2 separate regions of the Mus musculus genome follow, and region 2 is linked to region 1. The links are chromatin contacts, called in public HiChIP or PLAC-seq maps. All regions are on one chromosome and are shown on one strand. The core of a region is the stretch at or near the end of the contact, and the rest is flanking DNA. Distances in the headings are between cores, read along the strand shown. Region 1 overlaps B4galnt3 (beta-1,4-N-acetyl-galactosaminyl transferase 3). Region 2 has its middle 24 kb from the start of B4galnt3.

Region 1 (6,984 bases), core at 630-3,129:
TTGCCCACGCTGGCCAGCAGCTGAAGGCCTGAGACCTGGTCATCACGACTCAGCCAGAACTCAGCATTGTCATCAGCAGCGATGGCAAACTGGATTTTCCCTGGGCAACAGCAGAGTGTCTGGGTGAATCAAAGAGGGCCTTGGCACGGAGGCTGAACGCCTCTGTTACACCTGCACATTGATTTTCTTCACTCACAGTGACTTGCCCTACCCGCCATTTTTGCATGGGGGAGGGGACTCTACATTCTGGGGGAGCAATATGAAGATGGAGAAGAATTATGTAGACCAGCCAGTTCCAGGCTTTGGGGGTGGGGCAGTTGCCTGAGGATACTGGATGAGATTTCACTATGCCTTAGTTTCCCCTCCCTCCGTGATGGAGTAACAAGGGCTCAGGGTTATGTTTCTAGGACCCTCCTGCCCCAGGAAGGTGGAAGCAGGAAGAGGAGTGGGGCTTCGGGACTCCCTCACCATCGGTGAAAGGGTGCAGATAGCCAAATATGCGGAGGCCATAGTTGGTCCACTTGGGGGACACAGCCAGCTTCCTCAGAGTTGTGCGGATCTACGTCAAGAAAGATGAACTGTCACTCAGAATCAGGAAGAAGAGTTGAAGAACTCGGTCTACTCAAGGCTGGTGGGGAGGAGAAGAGGGGGGCAGCCGATGGGAGACTAGGGGTGTGGTATGGTGGGTGGAGTACAAGATAGGTGTGCTTATGAGATCCTACTCGCTTCTCGGTCCAGCTGGCCGTGTACGATGCACATGTTGCCCTTGGATAAACATCAAGAGAGCCTGAACTGAATGAAATGCTGCCCAGCGGCAGGTGGCAAGAGTCTCGGGGAAGGAGAAGACAAAAAAGATCTTCTGGACAGAGGAAGAGAAGGCCCAAGAGATCGAGGGAGTAAGACCGACTGTGATGGACTGAGAAGAAGCAGGGAAGGAGGCAGGTGGAGTGCATGAGATGCAGGAGACACAGAGGGTGGTCCAGGCACCATGTACAAACATCCCCACAGGTACTCACGTGGGGGTAGAGTGGGAAGTGCAGGTTGTTCCTCAGCTGTTGGATGGAGCTGCCACACCAGTCTTCAAACACATGTAGGTTGGCGTGGCCCCGGAACTGTGTGGGGCAGAGAGGGGGCAGTGAGTGAGAAGTGGACACAGTGATTCTCGAATACTCTATGGAAGGCTTGGCTCCCAGTCCGTGGTGGTACTGGAAGATGTGGAAGCTTTAGGAGGTGAGGACCTAATAGGAGAAGGTTAGGTTATAGGGCGGTGCCCCTGAAGGGATTACTGGGATCCTCACTGCTTCCTATCTTTCATGACTCGCCAGTCAGTCCTCTGCCACCAGGATGCACTAAGCTGCCACAAGTCAAAGGAACTGGGCCAAGCAGGCCTAGGATTAACCCTCTGAACCCTTGAGCCTACACAATGTTTTCTTGTTCATGAGTTGGTTATCTCAGGAATGCTTGTCCTGATGAAAAGCTAACATCAGCCCTATGGCCTGACTCTGAGGTTACACACACACACACACACTCACACACACGCACACACACGCACACATGCACACACGTGCAGGCAAGGGGCTTAATAGCCGTGGCAAAACGATGCAAGTGACAGAAGGAGCTGGGAGGAGCTTGGTCAGGTTCTAGCCAAGGGCTTGCCTATCATGCCTGCCCTGTTTCTCAGGAGAGGAAGGCTCTGCAGCCTTCTGCCTGTCATGACCTCACCTACCCAGTGGTCTCCATACTCTGGCTGGGGGAAGCATCTGAGGAAATCCATGGTGGTATCTGGGGGCCCCCTCAGGGCCTCCTGCAGCTCACAGGCTCCTCACTGACTGGCAGAGGCTAGCTTGTCACTCTCTGACCTGGGACCTTGGGAAGTAGCCACCACTCACAGGAATGTAGGGAGGGGGCTGGGGTGGGTGAGGAAGTCTGTGGGTTGGTAGGTGGGAGGCGGTTAGAGGCTCCAAGGAAGGAAAAGAATGGGGACTTTATGCTGCTTCTGGGGAAATTCCTCAAGTCCAGCTTAAAGGATTCAGTTGTCTTCTCCAAGTGGTCTGCTTCTGTCCCCTCCCCAGGAGACCTCCAGGTCAGAGAGCTCTGGTTCTCTGACTTGAGGGGAGCACGGCCACCAGAGCAGAGCCGTCAGCTGTGTGAAGCCTGGAGCTACGATGTCAGACTTGGCACTTGGCACGAGAAGGGGTTTTTGCCCAGAAAGCAGCTTTGGCCTGAGGGCAGGGAGATACCAATTTCTCCCAGCTCCTCCGCAAGCAATCCAGCTCAGCCAAGAGAGCCTGAGGTGCTATAGGAAGCCCTCAGGGAAGCAGGGAAGGAGAGTGGAAGAGAGAAATAGCCTTTTCTTTGAGGTAGGCTCTACCCAGTATTTGGCTGAGCCTCAAACTTTTGTGGGTAACCTCCGACTGTGGGGGTGTCTTGGGGATCCTTGGACACTGTCTTCTTCCTCAGACCCAGACTGACAACTACATCAGAATTTGTGTTTTGTGTTGTTCCATTTTAGGGACTCTATACTAACAAAGATGTGGCACTCTGGAACCTCAGCCTCCGAGGTGGCCCTTCTCCTTTGCCTGACATAGACAGAAGGCCAGGGAAGGGGTGGGCTTCCTCCTAGTTTTATTTATTATATATAAGTACACTGTGGCTGTCTTCATACACACCAGAAAAGAGCATCAGATCCCATTACAGATGGTTGTGAGACACCATGTGGTTGCTGGGATTTGAACTCAGGACCTCTGGAAGAGCAGTCAGTGCGCTTAACCACTGAGCCATCTCTCCAGCCCCTCCTCCAAGCTTGTGATGGTTTGGAACTTACAGCTGGCCGTACGGGAGAAAGTACTTGTCAGCTTGTCTCATTTAGAAGGGAGGATATCGGGGCTCAGGAAGTGACTCCCTGAGAACACACAGCAATTACTCCATGGAGAAGGTGAGTGCAGAAGGGGTATTCAGGGAAGGGAAGGTCTACTCCACCTCTGCTGGGACTTACTGGGCTTTCCAGGTCAGCAGCAGGAGGAGGCAGATGGTGGCGTCTCCCCTGCCCTGGGTGTTCTTACTGCCCCCCAGGACTGTCCTGAGCAACTGGACTGATCTGATGAAGCAGGTCACTCTGCAGCTAAAAACTTCAGGTGACTTCAGACTTTAGTCACATCGTCATAAAGATCATCTCACTGTGATCTTTATGACTGACCTGCCTTCCCAGCCCCCACCGCACACACCCTCCTTGCCCTACTGACTTCCCACTCCCAGTCTTTGCCCCCGAACCACCCAACCCTCAGCTTTCCACGCTTGTACAAATGCGGTTTCCTCGTTAGGCTCCTTTTTAGTCCTCAAAAGTTTTCTCAAATACATCTAAGGCCCTCTGTGCCTTCCCTGGGAAGAGCTAACAGTTCCTTCCCATGTGTCCCAGCACATCTGAGTTATGTCTGAGAATGAACAAATGCTTATAGAAGCTGAATCTAGAGCAAGCCATTCCACCACTGCATTCTTAGTACCGGTCAACGTGTCACTGTGCGGTTAGACGACAGGGGTCGGAGTAAGGTCAGTGAGTTATTTGTTTGTTTATTTATTTAAAAACAGTGGAAGAGCTGGGTTAGGAAGGTACTTCTAGTCAAGATCACAAGAGGTGGGCTGGTGAGATGGCTCAGTGGGTAAGAGCACCCGACTGCTCTTCCGAAGGTCCGGAGTTCAAATCCCAGCAACCACATGGTGGCTCACAACCATCCGTAACAAAATCTGACTCCTACTTCTGGAGTGTCTGAAGACAGCGACATTGTACCTATATATAATAAATAAAAAATAAAATCTTAAAAAAAAAAAAAAAAAAAGATCACAAGAGGCTGGGCGTGGTGGCGCACGCCTTTAATCCCAGCACTCGGGAGGCAGAGGCAGGATTTCTGAGTCCAAGGTCAGCCTGGTCTACAAAGTGAGCTCCAGGACAGCCAGGGCTATACAGAGAAACCCTGTCTCGAAAAACCAAAAAAAAAAAAAAAAAAAAAAAAAAGATCACAAGAGAAAAACTACTGTCTTTCTTTTTTTTCTTGTTTATAATAATTATTACTATTATTTTAATAATAATATTTTGTTGTAACAAATAATTACCACAATAATTATATATATATATATATATATATTTTAAAGACAGGGTCTTTCTGTGTAGCCCTGACTGTTCTAGAACTCACTCATTCTGTAGGTCAGATTGGCCTCAAAACTCACAGAGATCTGTCTGCTTCTGCCTACCAAGTACTGGGATTAAAGATTTGCACCACTACCGTCTGACCCTTGTAATTATTTTTGTTTGGAGGAATGTCCTGGGTAGACAGAGTGTTCTAATAGATCTGCCCACTGACCAACAGAAGAGATGGCTGGCATTGGAGTTTGCCGGTGTACCAGGAAGTTTCTAAGGACAGGTATTCCATACCCAGTCCCAGCTGTCCCATCTGCTTAGTCCCCTCTGACACACTAAGGACAATAGCTATGGCTGCTGCCCAGGGAAGAAAGGCAAGGCCTGAAGTGTTCGCTTAGAGCAAGACTCTCCACTAACTTCAACCTCTCAGGCATACTGCAAAGGGGGTGGGCACCCCATTCCAAGAGCCACTGAGCTGGACACACAGAAGTCCCAGCCATGGGAGAGATGGAGAAGCTGGGCTGGAGTGGCTGTTACTCACCTCCCTGTCCTAGGAAATCAGGGATTCTCTGAAGATCTATGAAGATTAAGGATTTTAAATCTTTTGACGTTTAAAAATGAAATCCACGGAAATCGGTCATTTACCACCGAAAAGCCACATACATGTACTAAGATAATAAATATCTCTCCTTTTTTAAGAGATTTATTTATTATTATATGTAAGTTCACTGTAGCTGTCTTTAGACACACCGGAGGAGGGCATCAGATCTCATTATGGGTGGTTGTGAGCCACCATGTGGTTGCTGGGATTTGAACTCAGGACCTTTGGAAGAGCAGTCAGTGAGCCATCTCTCCAGCCCCCAATTATTTCTTTTAAAAGTCAATTCTGGCCAGGCTGTGAGGGCACACACCTTTAACCCCAGCACATGGGAGGCAGAGGCAGATGGATCTCTGTGAGTTCAAGGACAGTCTGGTCTACAGAATAGGACAGCCAGGGCTACCCAGGAAAACACTGTCTCCAAAACCAACCAACCAACCAACCAACCAACAAACCAACCAACCAACCAAACCCCAAAAGCAAAAAAAGTTGATTCTGTCAGGGTGTGGTAGCAGATGCCTTAAACCTCAGTACTCTATAGGCAGAGGCAGGTTCTGTGAGTTCCAGCCCAGCCAAGCCCTCTTTTTTCTCAAAACAAAAAGTCAATCTAGGACAGATAACGAGGGCACATGCCTATAATTCCAGTATTCAGGAAGCTGAGGCTGGAGGATCATAACTTTCAGGCTAGCTTGAGCTACATAGTGAGATCCTATTTCCAAAATGAGAGAGAGAGAGAGAGAGAGAGAGAGAGAGAGAGAGAGAGAGAGAGAGAGAGAATGGGAATATGCTGGAAGAGCTGGCTCATGCCTGTAACCCTAGCCCTTGGGAGATGAAGGCAGAGGGTTGGGAAGAGTTCAGGTTCATTGTCAACTACACAGTTGAGACAACCGTGCAGCCAGCCTGGGCGATATGAGACCCTGTCTCAAAAATAAACAACAAAAAAAGTGGAAGAAAAAAAAAAAAAACAAGAAAAAGAAAACTGATCCAAGCTGCTCTAATAGAGTGAAGGCTAGATACCAGAGCAACTGATCTTTACAGCAATGGCTCAGCACACTGTCTCCAGCAATCTGGTGATGTCACCTAGAACAACTGTACCAGCATTGTAACCCACCCTCCCACTGGGCTTTAAAACAGACAGTATCACAGCGTAGAGGGGCTAACGTTGTCTCTTTCACTCTTGCCCTTGTGTGGGTGGGTTGGAAATCAAACCGCCCAAGCTGTGAGATCACTCTGCAGCAGGAACAACAAAGACAATGGACTGGCCCACACCGCACAGCCAAGAAAAGTCGTCTCTACCCCAGGCCCCAAGATGACTGTAAAATATGACGTCCCAGAACACCATGCTATTCCAGAGTTTGGGCATAAGCATGTACTTATGGTATCTTGTACACGGACATGTTCATTAAAAAATAAAATAAAAAGAATACCAATGCCCATAAGTAAAAAGTTTCAGAGTGGCTGGGATTTTGACTGTTGCTTTGCTGTGCAGACTCAAGTGACTAACTAACTGCCCTGCTGTGTCACTGTACCTGGTGTGATTTTTTTTTTTTTTTTGGACCCCTCACAACTGCTTTCTGAAGCCAGTTCCTAATGCATGCTCCTCTAGAACATCGGTGGTTCAGAATCTTAACAGGCATTTATGGAAAAGGCAAAGGCAATTCAGGGGCAAATAAATTTGGGACCTGCTGAGCTAAACCAAGCTAAACAGATTTGCCCAGGACTTCTCAGAATCTTTCATATGCTAATGTGGATTTCCAAGAACAGTTGCCTTGCACAGTGGGCTTTTACGTTGTGTTTTTGTTTTGTTTTGTTTTTAATCTTTTTTAAACAATGGATTTCTTTCTTCCTGGAATAGCTGGGATTTAATGGTTTGAGAACATAACTCTTGGGGAGGTTGTTATCTTTAAGACTGGGGATTGGCATAGCTGTGAAAGTCATGTAAACTCCCTAGACACTGCTTTCCCACCTATAAAATAAGAATAATGAATGACCTCTACAGTTTGGATCAACAGTGTCTCTGAAATGCCCATAAGTCCCAGCCTGCAGTGCTACTGGGAACCAGTAGAGCCTAAAGGAAAGAGGTCTCAGAGGTCTGATGCTGGAGAGATATTAGGACCAGCCCTTCCCTGTCTTCTTTGCTTTCTATACACCCCGATGTTAGAATAACCCTCCTCTAGCTCTCATCAAGATGTGCTGTGCTACATTGACCCAAAGCAACAGAGCAAACCAAGCTAGAACTAAAACCTCTGAAACC
Region 2 (6,581 bases), core at 2,445-4,944, 93 kb after region 1:
CAAACTTTGGAATATAAAGACTGTGACGCTGTGCGGGAGGGACCACACTTTGAATGTGCCAGCCTAGATGTAAATGTCCTTGGCCATCTAGTTATAAACTGTGAGTCACTTCAGGACCCCTGAGATGGATTTGGGAGGCTTGATGGATCTTGATCCCTCTTCTTGGTATGGTCACACACTTGAATAAACCTCCTGGTACATGGAGATTGACTGGGGTGACATGGAAATAGACAGCTTGTCCCCTAACCAGAACAAAGAAGGGTAGTGGTCTGTCCAAGGGAGTCAGGACTGTGCCCAGGTGCAGCAAGCTTGGGGTTTTAGAAAAGGGAACCTTGAGGTGGAAGATTACAGATTCAGAGCTTTCCTATGCAGCCTAAAAGTTGTAAGTACCAGTGGGAGGTTGATATGTTGACCTTTCCTCCATCTTAACATCCTGAAGATGCTGAAGTTCTCAGGTCATAAGCTCTTCATCTCCTTTCTGCTTTCCACTTTTTTTTCTTTCTTTCTCTTTAAGGTTTATTTATTCATGTATATGAGTACACTGTCACTGTCTTCAGACACACCAGAAGAGGGCATCAGATCTTAGTACAGATGGTTGTGAGCCACCATGTGGTTGCTGGGAATTGAACTCAGGACCTCTGGAAGAGCAGGCAATGCTCTTAACCACTGAGCCATCGCCCCTGCTTTCCACTTTTATTGTGGCCTTTTAAATTGGCTTATTGAGCTTGGAGAACAGGTTATGATCTCCAAGTTCAGTAACTTCAGGATTAAAGGTGTGTATGAAAGACCCACAACGTGAGGACTCCCCCACGTTCTGACTCAGGAGAGGCGACACCCCAAAATCACCAACGAGAAACGGTCTTGCTGCAAATTGCAAGAGGATTTTTATTCAAGAGTGCTCTCAGGCCCACGGTCATACACCACGCAGGGGTAGAGGACCGTGGCGCCCCGAGTAGCTGAGTAAGGGGGAATTTAAAGGAAGGAACCACAACTCAAGGAGGTGGGAAGGGCGTTGTTGGAAAATACCAAAAATACCAGTTAAGAGTCACAAGGAAGTACAAAGTCACAAGTGTCAGGTTATCTCTCAAGACAGTTTCTAAGAGCCCCTAACAATCTAAGAGCCCCTAGCAATAGCACCTTTGCATAGTGGGTTCCAGCAATGGTCAGGGTGGGTCAGGGTGACTTTCTTTGAATGAACACTCTTTGAACCCAGGAAGCGGGTGGGTGGAGGAAGGAATGTCGCTATCTGTTTTATGATTAGCATACCTTGGAGCACTGAGTTTACTACTCTTTCATGTACCGTCACAACATTGAGATCTCTCTCCTCAGTGACTCTGGAGGAGCCATCTTAGTGAGACTGGCTGGTTTGCAAACCCCTGGGGATTCATTTCTCTCTGCTCTGCCTGGATCTAGGTCACAGATTGTTTTCCACCAAGCTTGGCTTTCACCTGTTGCTAGGGATCTGAACATGGGCCCTCATTCTTAGACTGTGGACACTTTACCAAGTGAGCTATCTTTCCCAGGCCACAGATTATAAATGCAATCTAGTTTTAGTATGCCCTACCACAGTAACTTAAAAAGAAAATGGTGTTTTTCTAAGGCTTCTAAAATGTTCTATTGGCATATATTAACTTTACACTGTACACATTCACATTATGTAGTTGGGTCATTTTCACTCTTCGTTACCCTTGTGTTGGGGTCTTTCCATGCCTTCTTCTTCCCAATTCACTTCCCTTCTACTTTCACATTGTGTGTGTGTGTGTGTGTGTGTGTGTGTGTGTAAAGTTCATCTGAGTTGTCTACTGAAGCACAGATGAGAGTTTGTTTATAGGATGGGTATCTTATCAGTGGGAACTGGAAGAAAAAAATCTCAACTCAAAACAAAAGATCTTTTATTTCCTTGGTTAGGTTTATTCCAATTTGTTTTGTTTTTCTGATGACTGTATATTTTGTGCACATATGTTTAGAATTGTAACGTCCTTTTGATAGATTTTTTCTTTTTCTTTTTCTTTTTCTTTTTTTCGAGACAGGGTTTCTTTGTGTAGCCCTGGCTGTCCTGGAATTCACTTTGTAGACCAGGCTGGCCTCGAACTCAGAAATCTGCCTGCCTCTGCCTCCTGAGTGCTGGGATTAAAGGCACGCGCCACCACCACCCGGCTGCTTTAGAGTTTTGGGGGTTTGGTTTGTCAGCTAGTAGATTAGGGAATGCTGCTTATTTCCTAGTTTGATTTGCTTGAAACACCTTTTCCAGCCTCTTAGTGTGAGACGGTGTCTGCCTTTCATGGTGAAATGTGTTTGTGCCTCTTGGAAGCAGCAAAAGAACAGGTTCTGCTTTACATCTGGTTGGTGTCCTGTGATTGGAAATCATTAGTATTCAGAAGTATTATTGGAAGGTGTATATTGCTTACTATAATTTGGTAGTGTTTGGTGTTTCCCAAATTCATATTTGTTTAGCTATCATTTGTGGAGAGCTGTACCTCGAGCAATCGCTGTGGAGAGCCGTGCGTGCTGCGAGCAATCGCCATTATAAGATGGCGCTGGCCTCCGCTGTGCCTAACTAGTAAACAAGCCTTGTACGCAGGTGCAAGAGTGGACTCAGGCCTCGTCACTGCCCATCTTGGGGCGTAGTAATGGGATGATGGGCGAGCAACGAATCAGGAGCTGTCACGCCACATCAGGTGCTGAAACGTCACACTGCAGGCTATATAAGCAGCGCCATTTTCTGGGTTCGGGGTCTTCCTGAGAAGTAAGCAATAAAGCTTTTGCCACAGAAGATTCCGGTTGTCCTGAGTGTGTTCTTGCCGGCAGGGACAAAAGCTCGGGCAATAATCATTGTATTATCTAAAGCCTCTTAGTTGTGTTAATCATTTACTTCAGGCCAACCCTTTCAGTATCCACTACAGATCTGGTTTAGTGGCCATCAATCCCTTACTCTGCTTTTATTATAGGATGCTCTTTTTCCATCAACTACAACAGCTAGTTTTCCTGGGTAGACTTATTAAGTTTAAACCAGGCCCCTAAGGTGGCAGTGCTGGTGACAATGTCCTAAACAGAAGGACTCTGACCGGGTAAACAGAAGGATCGTATTGGGTAAACAGAAGCCTAAACTCAGCATTCCTCACGAATCTTGCAAGGAAGGTTTCTGTTTGCCAGGAAAACCACTACCTCCTTTATCTAGGCCCAACTACCTTAATTAATCCTAACAGCCTGCGTCAGCTCAAGGACCCACACCCTCTACCATATAAAATCTGCCTGCCTTCCTGCTAAGCTGCTGTCCTCTATTCTTGGAGACAGATTGGCAGTTTGCTCCCCCGATAAACTTTTCTATCTGGGCGTTGCATGGCCCAGTGCAGGGGTTTCGCTGAATCCTCCCTTACAATACTAATATGGGTGGGCAATTATCGTCCTAACAAACCTGAAATGCAGCCAGGCCATGGTGGTACATGCCTTTAATCCCAACACTCAGGAGGCAGAGGCAGGTGGATGTTTCACGATAGCCAGGGACACACAAAGAAGCCCTGTCTTGAAAAACAAAAATATTTAAAAAAAAAAAACCCTAAAATATATATTTTCTGTGTTCTGACTTTTATTTCATGCTGAGAAATGGGCTTTTATTTGGGTAGGGTGGCTTGCAGGAGTCAGTCCTCTCCTTTATTTACCATGTAGCTCCCAAGATAAGTTCCGGCCGTCGTGCTTGGCAGCAGGCACCCGACTGCGTCATCTCACTTGCCCTATTTATCATTGCTGTGTGCGTATGATGGGGACGGGCACATGCCACAAAACACACGTGGAGTCAGAGGACAACCCTCAGGAATGGGCTCTAGAGACTGAACTCAGGTTGTCAGCTTTCCACAGCAAGTCCTTCTACCTGCTGAGCCCCCTGACACTGCTTACTCAGTGTCGATTTCCAGCATTCGTACAGTATGGGTTTTGTTCAGTGTGTCTAGTTCTCTATTTAATCGCATTTGTACATTCCTACATTGATTCATTTTGTTTAGAGGTTTGTATTTTCTAAAATATTTTGGAATTCATTCAAGTTTATTTATACTCTCATTTCTTAGTATATATACATATATATATATATATACACACAAACACATATATATGTATATATATGTGTGTGTGTGTATGTGTGTGTATACATATATATATTCATATATATATTCTCTCTCTCTCTTTCTACACACACACTCTCTCTCTCTCTTTCTACACACACACACACACACACACACACACACACACACACACACAGAGACAAGATTTCTCTGACCCAGAGTTCTGTGGCTCAGGCTGGCCTTGAACCCATAGAAATCAATCCACCTGCCTCTGCCTCCCAAGTGCTGGGACTAAAGGCGTGTGCCACCACTGCTCAGCTTCTTTGAATGTATTTATAATCATTCTTCTGAATTCTTTGTCTGGAATTTCCCTATCAGTCATTCTCACTGGGGGCCATTACTCTGGGGTTGGTAGATTTTAGAGAGGAACATCCTGGATTTTCATGTTACTCGTGTTTCTGTGTAGGGACTTAAACATCAAGAGTTCATTTTTGTCCTTGGTCCTATGAAGGCTCAATAGATGCCTCAGTGTAGGGGAATCAAGGGTGGTGAGGTGGAAGAGGGTAGTGGGTGGAGGAACACCCTTATAGAAGCAGGGGGAGGGAGGATGGAATAGGGGGTTTTGGGGTGAGGGAGAACGGGGAAAGTGAGTAACATTTGAAATGTAAATAAAGAAAATATCCAATAAAAAAGAGTTAATCTTCTGGCTGACTCGAGATCATCTCCTTTCAGAGTTAGTGTTTGTAATGTTCAGGAATGGATATGTTAAAGCAGGGTTGAAGTGCTGTTTTCCCCTGATAGACTGGTTTCCTGACAACAGCTCTGTGGATCCTCAGCCCTCCCCTGCCAATAGAATGAATCACTATTGAGGGTGGAGCTACTATGGAAATAGAGAGTTAGCGCAGCAAGAGTCCTTTAGGCACTAATGCTTGCAAGGAGCAGAGACAGCCATAGCACTGAACACACTAATCAGTTCTCCTGGGGATTCTCAGTTCCTTTCTGCTGCTGCTATGATACAACACTAACAAAAGCAACCTAGCAGACAAAAGATTTATTTTAGGGTACAACTCCAGGTAACACTCCAGGTTCTTCACTGAGGGAAATCAAGGTAGGAACTTGAAGGCAGGCCTACTTGCTATTCCATATTGTATATAGCATTATTTCCAGCCAAGGAATTCATTCAACAGTCAAAGAAGTGTGGCCAGAACCACGCAAGAGATGGCTTGCAGCAGGGCATGGTGGCGCATGCCTTTAATCCCAGCACGAGGGAGGCAGAGGCAGGCAGATTTCTGAGTTCGAGGCCAGCCTGGTCTACAAAGTGAGTTCCAGGACAGCCAGGGCTATACAGAGAAAACCTGTCTCGAAAAACAAAAACAAAAAAAGAGATGGCTTGCAGGTTCATAGGTGGACTAACTTTTTTATATAGTTTAGGACCAACTTAGGATGGTACCACCCACAGTGGGCTGGGTCTGCCCACATCAGCTAACAGTCTACACAACCCCCACCCCTACGCCACCAGCCATGGCCAAAAGTCAATATGACCTAGCCAATTCTTCATTTGTAACTCTCCTCTCAAAAGAATCTAGTCTAGTGGTTCTATACCTGTAGATTGAAACCCCTACACGGGGTCGCATATCGGCTATCCTGCATATCAGGATACATTTACATTACAATTCATAAAAGTACCAAACTTACAGTTATGAAGTAGCAACGGAGTCATTTTATCATTGGGGGTCACCTCAACATGAGGAACTTTATTAAAAGGATGCAGATTGGGAAGGCTGAGAACCACTGCTCTGGGCTGTGACAGGTCAACCGTTAAAGCTAACCAAGACAGGGACTGTAGAGATAAGTCAGCTGTTAAGAACACTTGCTGCTCAACCAGGAGGACCAGAGTTCAGATCCCAGGACCCATGTCACACAGCTCACAAATGCCTGTAACTCCAGTTCCAAGGGATCTGACATCCTCTTCTGGCCTCTACAGTTCCATACATACACACATGCACATAAAACTCACACAACCACAGACACACAAAGAAAGAAATAGGATCTCACTATGTATCCTTGGCTGGCCTAGAACTCATAATGTTGACCAGGCTAGCCTCAAACTCAGCCACCTGTTTCTCTGGAGTGTTGGATTAATGGCATGCACCACTACATCAATCCCTTGAGTAATCTTACAAACAAACAAACAAACTTAACCAGGATAGCGGGTGTGGATGGAAAGAGAAAAGAAACAGAAGAAACAAAGTAAGACTAGTAATCAGAGTTGGGATCTTTGGAAGTAGAAGAGGGAAGTATAAGTAGAAGTGGGGAACTTTAGGGACACAAAAAAAAAAAGCTGGGGGAGGATTGAGGGAATCTTGCTTAAGGTAGCCTGAAGCGGCAGGTAAAGCGTCCCATCACACAGGCGGATGTCTGAGTTCCTGGTCTACAGAGTGAGTTCCAGGACAGCCAGGGCTACACAGAGAAACCCTGTCTCGAAAACAACAACAAAACAAAGCAAAAGTCCAAGCCAGCCTGCTA

Evidence for each region. HiChIP or PLAC-seq counts read pairs in DNA pulled down with a chosen protein or histone mark.
Region 2: an H3K27ac HiChIP or PLAC-seq map of extraembryonic endoderm stem cells shows a contact between it and region 1, with 6 times the contacts expected there. The contact joins two enhancer-like sites. A contact is called at or near these places in 7 of 15 datasets of contacts at CTCF or cohesin (the G1E-ER4 cell line, the NIH/3T3 cell line, embryonic stem cells and 3 more), 104 of 484 Hi-C or Micro-C datasets (the 63-12 cell line, the AtT-20 cell line, B cells and 69 more), 12 of 115 datasets of contacts at active chromatin or transcription factors (the 230-238 cell line, bone marrow-derived dendritic cells, embryonic stem cells and 6 more) and 1 of 9 other capture datasets (liver).

What each region holds. Positions count from the first base shown.
Region 1 is chr6:120,224,077-120,231,060 of GRCm38.p6, forward strand. It overlaps B4galnt3 (beta-1,4-N-acetyl-galactosaminyl transferase 3), which reads right to left. Exons shown (of 20, transcript NM_198884.2): 4 at 1,017-1,112; 5 at 469-559; 6 at 1-100. Among named protein-coding and RNA genes, the nearest start is that of B4galnt3, 67 kb to the right of the region's middle. Within about 2 kb of position 1,880, at least 16 of the 459 cell types and tissues checked have an H3K27ac peak or open chromatin away from gene starts, as enhancers often do. A contact at or near this core is called in extraembryonic endoderm stem cells, where this site is marked.
Region 2 is chr6:120,315,622-120,322,202 of GRCm38.p6, forward strand. No RefSeq gene overlaps it. Among named protein-coding and RNA genes, the nearest start is that of B4galnt3, 24 kb to the left of the region's middle. Within about 2 kb of position 3,695, at least 24 of the 459 cell types and tissues checked have an H3K27ac peak or open chromatin away from gene starts, as enhancers often do. A contact at or near this core is called in extraembryonic endoderm stem cells, where this site is marked.